Linked DNA regions of Mus musculus: region 2 is linked to region 1. Evidence: chromatin contacts called from public HiCAR-type data. All regions are on one chromosome and are shown on one strand. The core of a region is the stretch at or near the end of the contact, and the rest is flanking DNA. Distances in the headings are between cores, read along the strand shown.

What was found. HiCAR-type assays count read pairs that join an accessible place to other places.
Region 2: a HiCAR-type map of astrocytes shows a contact between it and region 1, with 5 times the contacts expected there. The contact joins the promoter of Poglut3 here to the promoter of 1110032A03Rik in region 1. A contact is called at or near these places in 3 of 39 promoter capture datasets (embryonic stem cells, hippocampal neurons and liver) and 1 of 115 datasets of contacts at active chromatin or transcription factors (astrocytes).

What each region holds. Positions count from the first base shown.
Region 1 is chr9:50,766,915-50,769,474 of GRCm38.p6, reverse strand. It overlaps 1110032A03Rik (RIKEN cDNA 1110032A03 gene), which reads left to right and starts at 1,291. Exons shown (of 4, transcript NM_023483.4): 1 at 1,291-1,617. The coding sequence starts at 1,576. It overlaps Fdxacb1 (ferredoxin-fold anticodon binding domain containing 1), which reads right to left and starts at 1,237. Exons shown (of 5, transcript NM_198675.2): 1 at 1,020-1,237; 2 at 631-787. The coding sequence starts at 1,191.
Region 2 is chr9:53,382,753-53,385,312 of GRCm38.p6, reverse strand. Poglut3 (protein O-glucosyltransferase 3) reads right to left here and starts at 1,290. Exons shown (of 8, transcript NM_212445.2): 1 at 1,027-1,290. The coding sequence starts at 1,213.

The DNA.
Region 1 (2,560 bases), core at 42-2,541:
GAACCTAGGCCATGTGACTCTTAAATCCAATCTTGTCGTCATCAAGCTATACTGACTCTTACGATTTGCATTTTTTAAAACCTTTTTGAGGTGGGCTGAAAGATTCAGCAGTTAAGAGCACTAGCTGTTCAAAAGTTCAATTTTCAGTACCCATATGATGGCGACACCAATCAGTACTCTAGTCCCAGGGGAACCAATGTCCTCTAAGGAGGCACACAACTGTTGCACAGACATGCATGCCGACAAAACACCCATATCCATATTTAAAAACACACACACACACACACACACAATTTGGGTAATGGTGCTTGCCACCAAGCCTAGTAGCCAAAGTTCTATCTCCTGGATACACGATGGAAGGAGGACCCGCTTCTGTAAGTTGTTCTCTGACCGCCACACTCATACACACACTAATTTTTGAAAAATAAACTTGCCTTTTCCTTGTAATTTATACTTTAACATCTAGGGTTATACGTAAATCTTTAAGACAAGATTATGGTTTTCTCTGGGTTTTATCTTCTTTCCTCGTGTATTCTAGCAACTTATTTCCCCAACGACAAAGTTTGTGTGCAGTGATTTGGTTATGGGAACCTGGAAACATTTTCTATGCCAGGACTCGTCTTGCCTCACCTCTGGAAAAACTTGGCAAGCAGTTCCCTGTTCTTAGCTACTCCAGCTTTTCGTCCACAGTGCGGGAAGTTGAAATAAATTCGATCAAAATCCCTATCGTCGGCTGGCAAGGCATGTGACAGCTGGGTACAGTCCACACCAAAACGCACTTCGACACCTGGCAAGGTTTAAAGGCGTGAAATAGAGACCAAAAGACGTCTTAAGATCTGTAAACCTGGACAAACACCACCACTCAATGCATGGTTGGGTTGCCAACAATGCAGCCCAGCCCAGACCTGAGCACACACGCGCATCCGCCTGAGCGCCCCCAGGAGGCGCCCTCGAGTTCCCCGCGCGAGCCACACCCTTACGCTCCGGGCGGGCCCTCGGGGCGGGCTGGGACTTGCTACCTCGTTCGCGCAGGCGCTTTAGGTTCTCTAGCGCTACCGGATCTCCCTCCAGAGCCGCCCGGTGCTGGAAGCCGGTAGCGGTAACACTGACGCTGGGATCCAGGCCGTCGATCAGAGAAGCGGCGAAGGAGAAATTCCCCTCCCCGACCAACAGGAGGCGCCGGGGAAGCATGGTCTCCTCCGGCTTACCTGCCGGCGCTCTCCGGGGCGCACATTTCTTACGTCACTTCCTTCGCGTGGGCCTCGTCTCCCTCCCCTCCCCACTCCACCCGGCACTAAGTGATGACGCATCAACAGCTTGTTACCAGGATAAACATTTGGAGCTACTGCTCGGGAGCTTCGAGCGGGGAAGTAAAATGGAGCTCTTGGCCTTGCCCCTTCACCTTTGTGCGCCTCCAAAGGCTCGTTTTCTTTTCAGTACTCGGACGGCCCAACACGGACGGCCCTGAGCGTCTTCGCCATTCTTGCTTGAAGCATAACTGTCACTAACTGAGGGGTGAGACGAGTCCTGCGTATTCCAGAGGCTCAGGACGCTGTAACTGCACCATCTCCTGACATGGCTGTCTCCTGTTCTCTCAACCACTCAACATATCTCCAGGTGTTTATATATCCTATTTTCAAGAAGTAACATTGAACGCCTGTCTTGTTCCATAGCACTGTGAGAGCAACTAGGTGTATGGATGAACTGGAAGTGGCCTGCCTGCTGTCAGATGACAAATGCACACAGCAGAAGAGGCAACTCGAATAGAATGGGGTGTGTACCCACCGTGAGTGAAGGAATTCGGGATACTATGAATGAAGCATACACAAGGGGAAGCCCTACGAAGCTGGGGAAGGGAGACATAGATTCCCTGAAGTTAGCCTGAGCTGAAAGCTAGTTGGGGGAGGGGAGCTCGTTTTAGTTAGGTAAAAAGGATTAAAAAGGCAGAAGGAACAATGTTCATAAAATCATAGTTAAAAAAAAAAAAAAGTTATGTTTGACTGGTTGAACACAGTTGGCCGGGAGACGGACTAGCAGGTGACACTGTAGAGTTAAAAAGGAAGCCAGACCAAATTGAGTGTTTTAACCATTTAATAGCCTAGACCCTATTCTGAGAATATAGAAATATATTATAGAATATAGAAAGCCACTAAATGACAGCCAGCAGGAGGTCTCAAAATGTAAAATGAAAAACTTTGAATTCATTTGAGAAAAAATGAAGCTACTTTATTGATTTGGTAAGGGCTTTTTGTCCTTGACAATCCTGATCAGGTGACCTTCAGAAAAATCAACTTTCCTCCCAAAATCACGTTTGAAAAGACAATCTAGCACTCTAACATTGATCAGATGGGCGTGTCTATCTGGAAGTAGTTAGCTAAAAACTGAAAACCAGCCACCACAATAACCAAGTATAGCCAGCTGTGGTGGCACACACCTTTAGTCCCAGTACTTGGGAGGCAGAGGCAGGTAAATTTCTAAGTTCAAGGCCAGCCTGGTCTACAGAGTGAATTCCAGGACAGCCAGGGCTACACAGAGAGACCCTGTCTCGGAAAAAGGCCAA
Region 2 (2,560 bases), core at 41-2,540, 2.6 Mb before region 1:
GAAAAAGATTTTTAAAATGGGGGGGGGGGATCCTTACTCTCCTGCTGTAACCACATGAGTGCTTATCTGGGTTCATTTATTTATTACAGAACTGCAGATACACCATAACACGGTTTGAATCTGAACCATGTTCCACAGACTCCTGTTCTCAACACTTGATCCTCGCGCTCTCTGCTTTTGCGCGGCTGCAAGCCAGTCTAGAAACCCCTCTCAGCCTCCAAACCCGCACTCCTGAAGCTTCCCAGACTCCCTTGGACCTATTGGCAGTTCTTTAATGTTTACACCAGGCTGCAGAAATCCAATTGCAGCAACTGTGCTTTGCCCTGATAGGCAGGTTGCTTATTATCTATTTTCTCAGCAGAGTCTTAAGTTTTCGATAGGCAGACATTGCCATCCTCTTTTTTACTCCAGGATTACCATATACACGTGACTTCTAAGTACGTGAAATTCCCGTTTGCTCGGTGGAGGACGCCAAGGAGTTCTCTGCCTCTTTGCAGGCAAAACAGGACGCCAGATGGGAGCAGCCTTACATTTAGACACAAATTAGCAAATCCTGACTGGCAACAAGTTGAAACCAGCTGGACAAGTCCAGAGAAGCAATCAGATGTGGGAGGAGGGCCCTGCTGAGATTCAAGACAAGCGCCTCCCTTCTCCGGTTCTAGGAAGTTTCCCTGCTTCGCGTGGTCTGCACTGCGGGCCTAAGAAGAGTGGGCTGCTGAGGGAGGGAGGAAGGCGCGCCCTGCAGGCCAGGAAGGGCCATCTGCATCACGTGATGGCACCACTGCGCTCCGTGGGACCCCACAGGCGCCGTTTACTCTACTTACCCTTACATCTGTCACCGGGCGGGACCTGTGGCCCAGCCTTTGGAGTTAGTCACCCAACGGTCCTGAGTGGCACCTCCCGCCCCCGTGGGTGTCAGGGAGGAGGGAAGGGACGCCGATGGGAGGGGAGAGAAGACGACACCCGCAGTGGGGAGATGGCCACGTGTGGGGACAGGGACGCGCGGGGACGGCAACGGGCGCTGACCTGGCGGCGAGCTAGTGAAGTTCCGGCCGTCCGAGTCCACCGACTGCAGGAAGAAGTAGCGCACGGGCAGGACGGCGGCGGCCTGCAACCCAGGGCCCCACGCCAGGCTCCGCGGTGCGCTCACGCGCGCCCCGGCCCCCGCCGCCACCAGCAGGGCGAGCTGCAGCCCCAGCGGCAGGGCCTGCATGGTCGCCGGCTCTCAGCTCCGCTGGCCAGGGAGGAGCTGGAGCGCCGGGCCGAGGGGACACCCGAGGGCGGGCCTCTGGCTAGAGCCGCCCCGGGCGGGCCGGGCGCGCGCCCGGACCCCGACTGGCTCGTGTACCGCGCCCAGGCCTTACGCTCCTAGTCATCCCTACACTAGTTGCCTGAGTTTGCCAGTCTGGAGAAAGGCAGGGTGTGCTTGTTTTAAAATTGTTACCTCTTTTCTTTTTCTTCTTCTTGTTCTTCCTTTTCTTGTTCTTCCTTCTTTTCTTCTTCTTCTTCTTCTTCTTCTTCTTCTTCTTCTTCTTCTTCTTCTTCTTCTTCTCCTTCTCCTTCTCCTTCTCCTTCTCCTTCTCCTTCTCCTTCTCCTTCTCCTTCTCCTTCTCCTTCTCCTTCTCCTTCTCCTTCTCCTTCTCCTTCTCCTTCTCCTTCTCCTTCTCCTTCTCCTTCTCCTCCTCCTCCTCCTCCTCCTCCTCCTCCTCCTCCTCCTCCCCCTTTTCTTCTTCTATATTTTATTGTTTCTCCTTTTGAGAAGGAAGTCTCCCTCTGTATCTCAGGCTGGTTTTGAACTGATGACAATCCTTCCACCCCAGCCTCCTCCAGTAGAGGGAAATTAAAGGTGTGTAAGCCAAGCCACCTTGCCTTGTGGAGAAAACTGGTTGAGTTGGGGTTTTCCCTATGTATCTCCTACTGCCTTGGAACTCTCTATATATGTATATAGACTGGCTGATCTTTAACTCACTGTCATCCACCTGCCTCTGTGTCCCAGGTATTGGGATCAAAGGTGTGCACTACACCCAGACAGAAAAGGGTTGGAAACATGGCTTATTATAAATGCACATCAGGGTTTGGTTTCCAGTGCCACAGTGGAACAAGAGGAATAGCTTCCCTGTGAGGAATTCCCCTAGTCTTTGTTCACACACCGGCCCACCTGTTCCGTATATTTGTGATTGGCAGCCTACTACCCTGAAGTCCCTTATCTTTCGGTGTTTCCTGTGTAGGGCACTTGGGCAGCAGAAGGCAGGGTCTGGGCAAGCGTCTCAGTAGAGTTGGGCACCTATCCTTCCCTGCCCACTATGCCCTGGGCACCCCACTCCTGAGCATCAAGAGCCGGGAAGAACAGCCCCACAGCCCCCGTTTGTTCACTCTTGCTAATTATTTTTTCTTTTTATCTGAGTTTTAGGAACTAATTATTCTTCCCAGGATGAGAAATCTGGAAGAATTCATCCTGCAGAATGGGCAGAGATCTTCCTGGTAGATCTCAACCCAGAGCTTATCAGAACCAGGCCCCAGGCTTTAATTGGGCTCCTGAGCATTTTGAGCTCCGGCCCAG